3 separate regions of the Mus musculus genome follow, and all the other regions are linked to region 1. The links are chromatin contacts, called in public HiCAR-type and promoter capture Hi-C maps. All regions are on one chromosome and are shown on one strand. The core of a region is the stretch at or near the end of the contact, and the rest is flanking DNA. Distances in the headings are between cores, read along the strand shown. Region 1 holds the start of Ibtk (inhibitor of Bruton agammaglobulinemia tyrosine kinase). Region 2 holds the start of Lca5 (Leber congenital amaurosis 5 (human)). Region 3 holds the start of Sh3bgrl2 (SH3 domain binding glutamic acid-rich protein like 2).

Region 1 (4,943 bases), core at 1,736-4,235:
GCTCAGTGGGTAAGAGCACCCGACTGCTCTTCCGAAGGTCCGAAGTTCAAATCCCAGCAACCACATGGTGGCTCACAACCATCTGTAATGAGGTCTGATGCCCTCTTCTGGTGCATCTGAAGACAGCTACAGTGTACTTACATATAATAAATAAATAAATAAATGAATAAATCTTAAAAAAAAAAACTATTAAAAAAAAAAAAAAAAAAAAACAGGGCATCTGTATCATACCCTATCCTTCCCAGGTTCCAGAGATTAGTGTGAAAGAAGAGATAAAATAATTTAAGAGCCAAAGGTAGTCTACAGCAAAACAGTGTTCTTCTTAACACAGCAGGGTGCTTGGGCATATGAATTCACAGCCACTCTGATTGCATGCATAAGATCTGAATAAGATAAAGCCAGACAAAATCCTAGCATAGGACAGACAGGGAGGTGGTCAGGAAGTCACTTCCCTAGCAGAAAAACTACTGACAATTGATGGTTAATGGGAGAAAGTTAGTTTTCATCAGGGGTGTGGCTTTTGAGAGGCTACCCACAATCCAGCAGATAGCCCTACACCCAAGTACACATTGGTCACATTAAATGGTCTAAGTGTTTTTTTAAAAAAAGAGAACACATTTAAAGTAGGAGGAAATACTGGTAGAAAGGACAGGAAAGAAATTAGAGGGGAAGAAATGTGGAGTGGGTTTAATGAAACACAGTACATGCAATTTTCAAACAAACAATATATATATATATATTTGAAATATATATATTTGAAATATATTTGAAATATATATATATTTCAAAGCCCAGGTAGAATTTCAGATGGGCTAGCTGGAGAGATGGCTCAGTGGTTAAGAACACTGACTGGTCTTTCAGAGTTCCTGAGTTCAATTCCCAGCAACCACATGGTGGCTCACAACCATCTGTAATGGGATCTGATGCCCTCTTCTTGTGTCTGAAGACAGATAGTGTACTCACATACATTAAATAAATAAATCTTTTTTAAAATCACATTATTTTTTAAAAAAAGTTCCAGATGGGCATGCGTGTTTACAGTGGTATGAATGACAATGGACTCCAAAGGTTCCTATGCTTGAATGCTTGGCCCCCAGTTAGTTCAACTGTTTGGGAAAGACTGGGAGGTATGGCTGTGTGTTGCTGTGACCTTGATAGATGAGGTGTGTCACTGGAGGTGAGCTTTGAAGTTTCAAATGCTCAAACCAGGCCTGGTCAGTCTCAGTCTCTGTTTGTCTCTCTTTCGGATCAGGTGTGAGCTCTCAGCTACTGCTCAGTACCATGACCCAAGTACGTAGCTTCCCTAAGGACCCTGAGCAAACCTCTGAATTTTCTCAAAGCTTCAATATTTTCATTTGTAAAAAGTGAGATTAAGGGCTGGAGAGATGGCTCAGCTGGTAAGAGCACTGACTGCTCTTCTGAATTCAAATCCCAGCAACCACATGGTGGCTCACAACCACCCTTAATGAGATCTGACACCCTCTTCTCGTGCATCTGAAGTCAGGTGCAGTGTACTTATGTATAATAATAAATAAAATCTTTGGGCTGGAGCAGTCAGGGACTGAGTGAGCGAAGTTGAACAGAGCGAGCAGAGCCGACTAGAGCAAGCAGAGGTCCTAAAAATTCAATTCCCAACTGTACAGCTACAGTGTACTCATATGCGTAAAATAAATAAATAAATAAATAAATATTTTTTAAAAAAAAAGGAAGAAAGAAAGAAAGAAGTTTGGGCATACTCATTCAGTCTAGAATTTTATAATCCACAAGCATCTTGAACGTTTAAAATGTAATGAAATCATCACACAAAAATTGGCACACAGAAAAAAAAAATTGGCACACAGAAAGCCCTTCAAACAAGATTTACTAAAAAGAAAAAAAAAAACCGAAGATTAACATATCCAATTGAAAAACTGTAAAGCTGCGATGTGACTCAAGTTTTGCAAAAACTTTTTTAGAAAACACGTTTTAGAAAATAGTTCTGTCCTCAGGTACGGTGAAGCAGGTCTCCAAATCAATAAAAACAAATGAAAGTAACTCCACTGAGAAGTGAGGAACTGATGACGAAAAACACACACACACACACACACACACACACACACACACAAAACGTTTGGTAATTTGCATATGGAGGTAACCACACTAACTATGGGGGGGGGGGGGGAACTACTTCAAATGTTACCTACTTCGAGATAAAGGAAACAGGTGCTACTCAACTTCTCCTCCTTGAAAAATATCCCCTCTGACTAACACGACTCATGTTTTATGACTGTGTTAGATAACAGAGTTAAAGACGGCTTAAATCAGGGTTGGCCATTTCCCCTCGGATCCAAAATGCCTTTGCAACCTGATAGCTACGAACAAAAGGCCCCTCTATCCTGTCTCTGCAGAACAGACCCCAGTCCACTTCCACCCAGCAGCGAATGCTCAGAGCAAGACCTGCTTCTGCAAACTCAGCAAGGCCCGCGGGAACTCAAACTTTGTAAACTCCACCAAGGGTTTAGGGGACATGGGAGCCTCTAGGAAGGGATCCAAGGGAGGTGACACCAGTCAACCCTCGGAACCAGAAAAGCATCGTCGCTGGAGGGCGTGTCGGGCAGCTTGGCGACGTAGCACTTGGCGGGACAAGGCCATTCATTAGCTGGCAGGGGCGGCGGGGCTGCGCTGCCAGGCCACCCGCCCGTGCCACGCGGCGCGAAGCTCGGCAGCCGCCCCCTCCGCGAGTTCCCTCCCCGGGCCCCGCTCCCCTGCCGGGCTGGCAGGACGCCTTCGCCGTCGCCCTCACCAGTCGCTAGATGAAGGTGCGCCGGCGGTCTCCGCGGGGCAGGCGCGCGGCCGCGCAGGGACTCATCCTTAGTGAAAGCTACCGGGGACAACGAAGGGAGCCAGGAGCCGGGACGCCCGAGTCAGCTCCGGGGACGGCTGCACGGAAAGCGACAGCCGCGACTGTCGGCGCCGGGACCGGGTTCGGGGAAACCTGAGCTAGAGCGGGCGGGACTCGGGAATAAGACGGGCGCTGATTGGCCGGAGTTCGTGTATGCCCCACAGTGATTGGTCGGGGCCTGCCCACAAGGCCTAGCGTGGCAGTACCTCAGCTGTGGCCTTTCCCTAGTATCCCAAAGGAGCATGACCCCTGCCGGCCTTGGTGCGGTCGACACTGGCTGCCGCCCTACACTCAGAACCAGTACTGCCCCTCTTGGTGCCAGATGTCACCCTAGGAGATCTGTCTCCCCGCAGGTCGACACTCGGAAAGGAGGTTAAGGCTGGGATGGAGGAAACAAGGAACTGGCTGGATGCCCAAGCACCACTCCGTAGAAACGTGGGCATCTTAGAAAAGTTGCTTCCCGGATCACTCGTAGTGGGATAACTGGAAAACCAGAGGTGTCCTCTCCCCAAGACTGGGCCCTGCTGCTCTGTGCCCCGCCTGTTGTGCCCGGATTGTCTGAGTGTCACTCTCTTTTTGTCAGAAGGCGCCATAGATTTTTCAGATCGCCACTGTGCGACCAGCTGCTGACTTGGGTCACATCTGTCTGCCTGACGCCAGGCTTACAATAGGTTTTCCTCCCTGAACTCTTAAATCTACAAGCCATTTTAAAGGTTGCAAATTGTGTGCCAATAATCAGTCCAGAACGGAAAACATACTCCTGCTGAAGTCTGATACAGAGGCGCCTTAGTAAACATGTGTTCAGGGAGGAGTAGCATGACTCAGAGAAAAACAGCACTTGGAGCCCAGAGTTGTTTGAACCTCGGCCCTGTTTGTGTTGCTGTATGAGCCACTGACACCATCATCTATTAAACGGAGTTAAACTCAATACCCTCTTAGACTGCTTCAGCCCAATTGCCTGTTTTGTAGACTTTGTAGGAAAGTAAGTTGCTAGATCAAACTGAAGGAGAGATGGAAACAGACCTAGCTCCCCAGCTCTCCTCCCAGTGCAAGGACTTAATTTGCTTTCTTACTTCCTACTCTGACCCATTCTGTAATGTATAAACAGTGACTTGGAAGGAAGCTGTGTACACACTCATGAACAAAGACGCTCAGTGATCTGGAAGCTAGTGATGTAAATAAATGTGTTGCCCTGAGTTCACATCTTTTATCTGTCTCTTCTTTGTATTGGGTAAGTCATTTAGGTTTTCTGAAGCCTTAATTTCCTCATCTGCAAAGTGGGAATGGAATACATGTTGCTGTAGTGAAAATGTGTTGATAGACGCCCGCAGCACTTAGCAGAGTGCCAAGCACACAGTAACACCACCTAGAAGTTGCCATGTCTCAAACGCTTGTAAGCATTGGGGGTACAAAATGTCCATACGGCCATAATCATATACACAAAAATTAATTGCAACTTTAACGAATCTGTGAAAGAAAATAAGAGGTTTCATCTGACCCCCCCCCCCAAAAAAAATGACAAACTAGGGAAGAAGTAGAAAATAACTAGGTGAAGCAGAAAAAGAAAGACCAGCATCATGCCAAGGAATGAATGTCTTTGCCGTTGGAGATGGGGGACGAAACTGGTCCTGCTTCAACAAGGATCAGAAAGAGAATATTAGAAAGCTGCTTACAAAGTAAAACTTATCAGCCACAGTTGCCGCGGTGCTGACCAAACTGAGACTCTGACATAACGTTATTTATTATCTATGACACGAACAGCCTGAGTTTTATATTTTTATACACTGTTGGGCTTAAAAGGAATCTAGTTGGTGGCACCAACTGATATCATAAATGCAGTAGTGTTAGGTGGCCACATAAGTTAAAACATTCCGAGCTAATAAAGATTTAATCTTTTACTGTAGAATGAAAGCAAACTGTGCAGCTTTTACCCCAAGGTGAGAATGAAGCACATAACACCAGAGGGTAAATGGTCTGCGTGATCGCTGCTGAGACAGAAGGACCCGGCTTCACCTCCTCATCCTTTTCGTTTCCTCTTCTCCCATTGCTTCTGCTCTCCCCT
Region 2 (4,943 bases), core at 641-3,140, 2.3 Mb before region 1:
TGGATAGTAGAAGCCACCAGGAAGGATGGAGTTGGCCAAGAAACTATGGAATGAAAAAAGAAAATAGAAGACTGAGTTATGGAATGAAAAAAAAAAAAATAGAAGACTGAGTCGTGGGCAGAGGAGGGGGTGTCCCCAAGCTTGACAACAGGAGGGACTGCTTGAGTCTTTTTCTAGCAAGTCTGACAGAAGTAGTTCCGTGATGTTAAAGAGATACAGTTTTGGAAATATTTATTTTCCAGAGGCATCAACTGCTTTTGACGTCTGAATGACGGTCCATCAATTTAAAGAACTAAGAGAACTCGTCTTTCCTGCCACACATTTGAATAAACATACTAACCAATGCACAACCGATCACAGGGTGAAATACTGTAAATACTAATAGAAAATTGGAGTGTGGAGAGAGACTAGAAAGAATACAGATTAATGAGAATGAGAAAAATGAAACCTCCATTTACCCTTTTCCTGGATGCCTGTAGCTCTCTCACCCGATCCCTCACCATTTAAATGACTTTTTAAATTTACTTACTTATATTTGATTATTTGTGTGCTTGTTTAGTTAGTAAGTTAGTTATGTGAGTGTTTTGTTGAACGCCTGTCTGTGTGCCATGGATACAGTTCCTGGTACCTAGAAGGGCCAGAAGACAGCGTAGGATTCCCTGGAACTGGAGTTACAGACAGTTGTGGGCTGCCATGTGGCTGCTGGGAATCAAACCTAGGGCCTGTGGGAGAGTAGTTAGTACTCTTAACGGTTGAATCAGCTCTCAAGCCCTAAGTTATGACTGTTGATCCCAAAGACATCTATCTAATCCTGAACGCACGGTTGAGCATCCATGTGTATGTGGTCAAGCCTACTCTGCTTGGGCCAAGAGTTAAGACCCTCAAACTTCGGGATTGAGATGTGCAGGCAGGAGCTGGTCCAGGACAGGAAACACGCGCACACACACACACACACACACACACACACAATTAATCAATCCTAAAAGAAAATTTACTTTCATAAAACCTTCCTCCACACCCCGCCCCCACCCCACTTACCCAAATATAGGTACAAATACCTCCGTAAAATTAATCCTCACAATGTGTCTACCATTCACTGCACTTCTCTGGAGGAAAAATACAGCCCCTAGCAACTTGTTACCAACCAAAAGATACCATTACGTATCAAGCCCATGAAGTGACTAAGAATTTACATTCAGGTGAACTGGTCACACAGGGAAACACTGTTCCCTTATTCAGCTAGCGCGAAACAAAAGGCATGTGCATCCACCCCAACTCAGTTCTGCCAACAGGTAGGTTTTGCTAACTACTTTCATTCGTTCCATTCCATCCCTCAATGATGTATAAAAATAATCCACAGCCTGGACCAAAGTGTCTCTCCCCTTTAACGACAGTGTTAACAATAATATCCTAGACTGTTCCAGAGTCTCTGAAAGGCTCCGCGCGCCCTCCTTTCCCATCCCGATCTACACCAGTCTCCAGGGGTTTCTTTCTGGTAACTTCGTTCTTCTTTGGATCCGTCTGCACATGCTTTCCTTCTGCTTTAGGGGGCTAACAAATCCCAGTCTCTCAACTTTCTCTTCCTTCTCTCCAAAGCATCCGCCGATCAGCCCCGCCTCGCCCCGCCCCATCACGTCCATCCCCCCCCCCCCCCCCCCCCGGCCGCAGACCTCCTCTCTCATCCGAGGCCCGCCCCTCACCCTCCAAGCTGGCACCTCCTGCTCCTGCCTGGATCATCGGCCGATCCCCGAGTCCGACCGACAGCTACGGTCCGAGACCTAGAGTACCCGGACGCTGCAGACTGCGGTTGCGGGGAGTTTGAACTCACTCACTGTAGGGACCACGGCTGCGGGCGGCGGCTCGGCGGCTTCGGCTCCTGGGCAACGGAGCAGAAGCCCAGCTTGCACCGCGGGAGGACCGGCCTCCGCCTCCCCCAGTTCCCATTGGTTACTGGACTCCATACGTTCATTTCTATTGGTTATTGTGGCATCGGAAGGCGGGATGGCGAGGAGAGAGGCATCAACCATTGGTGGGCCGGTGAGGCGGGGAACCGCGACCCGCGAGGACAGTTGCACGGAGCCCAGCACCCAGGACAGACCGAAAGAATGCCAACCCTTCTCATAGAGGGACGCCGGCTCCAGAAAGGGTCTGTGGACAAAACCCTTGGAAACCGGCCCTATTTTTTTCTGAATATTTTGGATTTCGTTATAAAGAAATCAATGTACTTTTCTGGTTCCGCTGAAATTGATGTGTAGGAGGGTGTGGACTTGATATTTTCATGATACTGCTGCCTGGGTTCTGGACTTTCTTGAGATAACACATCTTGAATATGGCTTGCGCATGATTTTTAAGTTCTGAAGGAAATCTGGGGCTAAAGGATAATGAGAACACGTTTGTTCTCGTTATGTTTTCAAAGAATTGTTTTTAAAGGAAATATTCTGAAGTGCATGACAGTGGGCTAAGGGCAGCTAGATGGCTAATTTTTCTTTTAAACTTGACAGTGCACACTAAGCAGTATTAATTGCAGTAGGTAAAGAAGCTATAAAGAAAATCTTTTCCACGGGGGCTCTGACGCTCTCTGAGCTTCTCATCCAGACCGTTTAATAAGACTGTTCAGTTCCCGATTGAAGCCTGCTGTCATTTATACTCCAGAAAATAGATTCAGGGGGTAGTAAGCGGTGAGATCAGGATAGAACCACATGGCTATTAACTTCCAAATCTAGCATCTTTAGAGCATTTCTCTAACAGGGTAATAGCATTACTGGCAAGTCAAAAAAGTATCTAAAATTTTAGAAATCTCCCAAACAAAATACCTAATTGTGTATAACATTTTCAGTGTCCTTATTACACCACACAGTGTTACTCTATCAGAGATAACAATTACTTTATTTGACCTTGAAAAAAAATAACCAAAATAATTTATAGTTCCTCAAAGCCAGTTTTACCAAATTGATGTTTTAAAGATTTGTCCCAAGTGTGATGATAACTTCACCTTTCTACATGGCATGACTTTGATCTGCCATTTTTATTAGGACTTCAGTTTTCTGATTATACCATTTCACTTCACTGTGTACTACACAGGTTACAGCTTTCCAGGAAAAAAGAACTGAAGCTACCAAACCACATTTTAATATTTTTACTAATTGAAACTATTTAACTGCATTAAATATTTAACTGCCGTTTGTAAAGATTGTGTTTGGGGATGAATCCTAATCACAGTTGGGCACTCTGGGTTTGTATTCTAGTCTCACAGGAATTCCTGTTACTACAGTGCTTCAGACTCCCATTGGCCAATGAATGCCCCTCCCCCCCTTTTTTTTCCTGCAGGACTTTGCCATGTTTGATGCTCTATGGCAATGACACACACACACAAAAAAACCATTTCTACATATGTTTAAGAAACTGCAGTTTTTCCTATGAGGGAACTACTATTGCAGAATCAGAAGGACTTGTTAGAACCTTCAAACCATTTACTAGCCAGAGGTAGACATAGTTTTCCTGACATCAGACAATAAAGATATATATATATATATATATACACATATACATATATATATGTGTGTGTATGTATATATATATACGTGCATATAATCTTATAATTACAATAGCAGATCATCCTCAACAAAAGTTCAGTTTTTCATAAGATACCATTCTTTTAAAAAGTTGTGTGTGACAGATATGATCCAAAATGTGTGAGCCTCAGACAGGAATATATCAACTCCTAGCCTTGGCTATACACATAGCAAGATCTTGTCTTAAACAAACAAAAAACAACAGAAAGAAAAAAAAAAACAACCCCCCGCCCCCCGGGCATTGTGCAATGAAACACCTTGTTGATGTTGTTCTTCTACCAGTCAGGGGCAGAGCAGAGGGCAGTCCTTTCTTCATCCCTAGCCTGATGCCTGGCTTAGTAGCCAAAGCTGTTTTATGCCTAGGACACACAAAAATCAAACCAAATCCAGGCAGCACAGCACAGGAGGAGGAAAGCAGACCTGCATTCTGCCATGCCATAAGGTAGGGGCAGGAGAAAGATACCCAGAGACCTGCCCTCCACCCCACAGCATATGTAGGCCATAGACCCACAAAGCCCTGCCTACCACCAAGCTGCACATCGAAAGAGGGGGAAGACAGAAAGAGCCCTGCAATCGCTACGCCATCCACAGACCCCTTCCTGAGAACAGCACAGGCAGACCATAGACACTCACTTGCTGCCCCCGCCATGCAGGGAGATGGAGGCTGTAACCAGGGGCCTGGTGGCCGCACGGCCATCCTACAGTGGGAACAACCACGATGTACAAATATGTTGTGGCCAGAAGCGAGGGAAAGAGAAGTGGAACAGCTTGAGCATTGTGAAGAGAGGTGGGACTGGAGACTCAAGGGTGGAGAGGAGTAGCCTGTTTTGAATGGCCAGTGGCACCTCCTGAGGCCATGGTGAGGTCCCAGCCTGAGCTGCCACTGAAGATCATGCCTGGATCGATGGCTACACAGTTTCAGGGGTCAGTGTTGATGGCTATGGTTCATATCACCACTAGAGAACACGGGGAAGTCCCTGGTGGAGGCAGCCTATGGGGATGACATGGATATCCAAGGGCTGTCTAGAACCAGCCCCACCCCTCACCATTGACTCCAGTGTTTTGGCCAGAGCTGGCTCCACCCCTCACCAGTGGCAGCACCACTTGCTCAGGCATCATAGTGCAGCTGGCCCTGGTGGCAGGGGTGTGGGTGAGCTGCTCCCCTGAGTGTGGGAGAGCTGACTCTGGGAGTTGGGAAAGCAGGGCTGTCCCCTCACCCCTTTATGCTGCCACCAGAGGCAGTGGGAAGAGCTGACCCCAAGAGCAGGCCCTACACCTCACCTGGGCAGTACAGTAGGCTCTCCTAGTTTGAGAGGCTGTGAATGAGCCAGCCCCAAGGATGAGAGCGAGGTAGGGCTTGGCCCCATCATT
Region 3 (4,943 bases), core at 1,076-3,575, 2.2 Mb before region 1:
CTGACCTTTGCCCTCTTTAAGTTATCCCAGGTTGTTGAGAGCTTTTGGTGCGACTTCTAGGAATTGGGTATTTGTCACTGGGCTTAGACAAGGAAGTAGGCCTAGATAAGAGTAACAGTGAGCATGGGGCTTTGTTTACTATTTTGCTGAATTATTTCCTTATGTGATCTTTTTGCATACTACTCTGCTTAATTACTTTCTTGTGTGATCTCCTTGTTTACTACTTCGATCCATTACTTTTGTCTTGGATATACCTAGAATGATCTGTGTGTGTGTGTGTGTGTGTGCATATATATATATGCAGGCTGGAGAGAAATAACGCTGCTTCAGCCTCCGTACAGGCAGGAGTCAGGTTATAATTTTGTCTAACTGTTTTTCTTCTTTTTAAATCCTCATTCCCTCGCTTGAGACCCTGTTGACTGATTGAGCTGGCTTGGTCACCAGGTGATTCGTCACAACAACAGGAAGATGACTAACACAGTTCCTCAGAGCCGTGTGTTCTATGTCACAGCTCCGTGCTGCCTGACTTCCCCAGTTGCAATTCCAATTTGCTGACTGAGGAAATGACTTAGTCAATTTCTTTTATCCATTTTCCTCAGAGCGCTTCTGAGTTCTACTGTTAAGCTGTTTATCTCCATTGCTACATTAATTCTATACTTTGGGGGGGAGGGAATGGTTCCTTTTGTAAAGACCCATATTTATACAGGAAATAATGTATCTACTTCTGTGAAAATTATTTCACATTTTATATGCCTTCATTTCCATGTTTGTGATAGCAAAAGCTAAAGAACAATTGCAGAGTGTTATAGCTACAGCAGAACTTATATTTAAGTTTTTAACATTAAAAAGAAATAAAGACCCACCAGGATTATATATTCTTACTCTACTAAGTTTAAAGAGGCCTATGACAAAAGTGGATTAAGATAAGCAATGAAGGGGCCACTGAGATGGCTCAGTGGGTAAAGACACTTGCTGCTAATCCTGACCCACACGGTAGAAGGAGAAAGTTGTCCCATGACCTCCACAAGTATGCTGTGCTAAATGGATCTACACAAACAAAAATATACATACATACATACATGCATACATACAAATAAAACTATTTAAGACATAAGCCACAGGAAAGGTTGGCAACTTGAAATATTAGTAAGTCTAAAAACCAAAGTCCTTCAAGCAACCATTTGTGCCAGAAACTTGCAAACGTGGGAGACTTCATCACACAATTTTCTTCTCTCTAGAATTAATTAGCAGCATTCCCTGAACGCTGCTAAAGTCCCTTGGTGAAATGAAGAAAGTAAATACAGTAGTGTGAGGGAAACTGGTTCACTTCCACAAAACTAGGAGTGGCTTGAGCCTTAGCCAAGCCAATACAACCTGCTAAAGCACTACTCGGAACCTATTAGCCACTTCATGAAAGCTTTCTCTTTAATGGTATCCTCCTGGGATACCGCGTTGGAATGCACAGCGATTTCGAAAAAGACACAGATTTGGCTCAACTGTAAATATCAGTAGGTGCACAGAGGCAAAGGCATTGTGCGGGGTAGGGGGTGGGGAGGGAGGGTTCTGATTCCCAATGTTGATAGGGGGATTTTCATTTCTATCAGTACTTATTCTTTTCTACTACAATTACAGTTTTGCAAAGAAAAATAAAATATCGGTCTTGTTCTCATTTGGCTTTCCAGTTTTCAGTGTCTTTAGAATAAAGTGAAAGCCTGTTTCATTTACCAAAGAGATTCCCTTTGCAAACTAGGCGTGGTGATGTATGCTTGTAATACCTGCTAGGGAGGGTGAAGTTGAGTTCCAGGCCAGCCTGGGCTACATAATAAAACCGCCTCCAGGAAAAATAACAACACTCCTCTTCAACAGTTTTTCAGGGTTGCAGGAGAAACAAAACACCAAAAGCTCAACCCACTGCCATGCCTGTCCAAGCCCGTGAACTGCCAAGGTCTCTGGGGCGAGCCTTTGCGTGTCTCTAAAACAGTGGGTCGCCTCAGCTCCATGGCTGTTTCTGATAGAGGATGCTCCACCCGTCTCCACCGCAAACAAAACCCAAGCTTGGACTATCCTCCACCCAACCCTTTGTCTTGTTTGCTGTGTTCTTGTAAACTGGCTTCCCGCCAATTAGCTTGTCCCGCTTCCGGGTCCTTCCTAAACCACCTGCGTGTACGATTAATTCCCGTGAAGCAGGCGCCGGACAGAAGGAGCGCAGTGCCTGGTCACTCTGGGCGCCAAGGAAACTACAACTCCCGTCAGCCCCCGCGGCCGCCTGGCCCCACCCGCCTCTCGCTCAGCCCGCGGCGGAGGCGCTGGGCTTTCATCCGCGGAGCGGCGGGAGCCAGACGCGTCGCTGCGGTCTTCTCCGACGGTCGCACGGGAGTCGGCAGCTACCTCAGTCGCGTTAAACTTCTGTGACCGAGTCAGCGGCGATCCCTGACGCAGCGAGAGGATGGTGGTCCGCGTCTTCGTCGCCTCATGCTCAGGCTTCGTGGCGGTGAGCCGAGCGGGCGGGATCGCGGGAGACGCGCAGCGCGTGCGCCCGTAGGAGACGCGCGGGCAGGTGACCGCCGGGCTCGGACCCGGTGGACACGCAGGGGTCACACACCCCGCACTGGCAACTGGCGAGGGGACCCAAGGGAGCCAGTCCCCTGCCGCAGCTGTCGGCTCCAGGGGCCCTTTGCTGAGTTTAGAGGTTCCGGACTTGGGACACCCCGTCGGCTTATGTTTCCTATGGCAGTTTAGACTACTTTGATTTGCTGACCTGGCGTCTGGAGGAAACCCATTTTAAAAAATTGCTCTACATCCTCTCGTCCCCAGCAAGTCCTTTTTAGTTTTACACCTGAGCAAACCACACTTGTCCTGTTAGGTCGCAGTTAATTTATTTTCTTTGTTGTTTTTTAGCCTAGGGTGTTACAAATACTTTTACATATGGTCCTTCCCTTGTTCCTCCAGTGCTGTGGTAAATTTCATTTTAAGAATAAATTGTGTTTTCTATTTTTAGCTACTCTGTTTGTCGAGTGTTGACTTCTTTTAGGAATATTGTTCTTTAGAAGAAGTTAAATAACTAGAAATAGTGCACATGTATACTAAGACACATGTAATGCGCCTGTAGTGTGTCAGTTATGTTTCATGTGATTGCTAAGACTTGATTTCCTTAGCCAAGAGTTAAACTACATCTCCAAAAATCTACTTTGTCAGTTACTTAATCAGATATAGAAAAAAGTACAAGAATGATTGGTTTAAAGTTTAGGCTGGCTGGTTGCCTGCTCAGTAGGCAGACTGTCTTAGAATTTAAGTGGGTGGGGTAGAAGGCGGAATAAAATACTACTTGGAAAATCCCCGTAAACTACTGAAGCTCTTAACCCAATCTTTTTTGATACAAGGACACAATAGCTGGGAAAATGCTGGCCTACCTGTATGTGCAGGCATGTCCTGGTTCTCAAAAATCCTCCCTTTTTGTTATTGCTTAGTCATAGGTGCCTTTAAAAGATTTTTCCCTGTTAAAGCTGAGCCTCATGAAATGTACTATCTCCTAGATAGATTTATTGAAATGAATTCCTTACTATAGAGCTTTTGGTCTTTACCATGAACTTACCAGCTTCGGTAATTATTTCAAAAGGAGCTTACTGATTTCAGAAGCAGCAAGCTCCAATGTTGATCTTCAGTTGTGTTGGGAAAGTCACAGGTAAATTACCTGTCTTCTCCATCATGTATCCAGACTTGCATCCTGTAACCAATTTTATCAGTTCCATAAACACACATGTATTTAGTGCCTGCCTACTGTGTGACTTGAGTCTGGGCTTTAATGTTTTGTGCACGGACCTAAGTTGAGGAAACAAGTTCTTGTGTGCTGCCTAGTGTGGGGACCAGTGGTGCCCGAGCTCTGCCCTTCTCTCTCTCCTGTACCAGGAAGGCTTTTGAGGCCCTCACAATTGTGCTGTCCTTTTAAAATGCTTTCGTCAGTTGAGTAAATGTGGGTACAGCTCATACCAGTCTATTCCATTTGAACTGCAGACTGGTGAACTTCAAAGTGCAGTCTCTCCACTTTGGTTTTTTAACCGCGTCTCAGATCCCCATGGTCTGATGTGGTTGCATTTGGTTGGGAGCTTATGCTCAGTTCATAGGCACAGCACAGTCTGTAAACACTCATTATTCACTTTGCTCTGCTGTTTGAAAACATACTCTTTTCGGGTCATAGAAACACCCATCGAGCCCCCCCCCCCCAAATTTTGTAATATCTCCTAGTTCATGTACAATTTTTTTTCCTTTACAGCAATATTGACATTTTAAGTTATATAAAGTTTATGCTTATCTGCCAGAACATTGACTTCTTAGCCGTAATGAAGGTGAGCTCTTGGTTGGGGAGGCTCATGGGACTTACAACATTAAGCTGTGTTAAGGTTTTGCAGGAATGCTGTGATTTTCTTCTGCTGGTGTCCGGTTGACTGGTGGCACTTTTTTTTTTTTTTTCCTATACCTGTCTGTGACCAGCAGGTCTATAGCACAAACAGTGTTAATGCCTACCTCAGTTTAATCCTGTACCTGTCTGTGACCAGCAGGTCTATAGCACAAACAGTACTAATGTCCACCTCAGTTTGGTTTTAGCTAAAGCATATAAAATGAAGGAATGTGGCAGGATTAGACCTAGCTAAGGAAATCCAGGCAGCAGGACATTTATGCAGTGTTGAGGGAAAACCCTCCTCTCCTCTGGTTCCCTGGGGCTCAGGAGCTTCTGTGGTAGCAATGACTAACATGAAAGGGGTGGGTGCCTCTTCATCCTCTCCAGCTGCAGGGGGAAGCCTGCTTGTACTAGGAAATAAAAGTTAGAGCACATTAGACCATGGGCATGTTACTGTTATAGGGAGGCCATTTTATTCACCTCTAAAAAAAAATAGAGCCGTAGAAAGGTCATTTAATATATGAATTTATTATGTATGTGTGCCTGA

Evidence for each region. Promoter capture Hi-C pulls out the DNA fragments that hold promoters and counts their contacts. HiCAR-type assays count read pairs that join an accessible place to other places.
Region 2: a promoter capture Hi-C map of pre-B cells shows a contact between it and region 1. The contact joins the promoter of Lca5 here to the promoter of Ibtk in region 1. A contact is called at or near these places in 1 of 39 promoter capture datasets (pre-B cells), 3 of 484 Hi-C or Micro-C datasets (CD4 T cells, CD8 T cells and regulatory T cells) and 2 of 115 datasets of contacts at active chromatin or transcription factors (astrocytes and thymic regulatory T cells).
Region 3: a HiCAR-type map of astrocytes shows a contact between it and region 1, with 5 times the contacts expected there. The contact joins the promoter of Sh3bgrl2 here to the promoter of Ibtk in region 1. A contact is called at or near these places in 3 of 39 promoter capture datasets (hippocampal neurons, liver and pre-B cells) and 1 of 115 datasets of contacts at active chromatin or transcription factors (astrocytes).

Annotation. Positions count from the first base shown.
Region 1 is chr9:85,746,349-85,751,291 of GRCm38.p6, forward strand. Ibtk (inhibitor of Bruton agammaglobulinemia tyrosine kinase) reads right to left here and starts at 2,986. Exons shown (of 29, transcript NM_001081282.2): 1 at 2,783-2,986.
Region 2 is chr9:83,439,209-83,444,151 of GRCm38.p6, forward strand. Lca5 (Leber congenital amaurosis 5 (human)) reads right to left here and starts at 1,891. Exons shown (of 8, transcript NM_027448.2): 1 at 1,701-1,891. All of the region lies in intron 1 of Gm2087 (predicted gene 2087), which reads left to right.
Region 3 is chr9:83,546,013-83,550,955 of GRCm38.p6, forward strand. Sh3bgrl2 (SH3 domain binding glutamic acid-rich protein like 2) reads left to right here and starts at 2,326. Exons shown (of 4, transcript NM_172507.5): 1 at 2,326-2,491. The coding sequence starts at 2,447.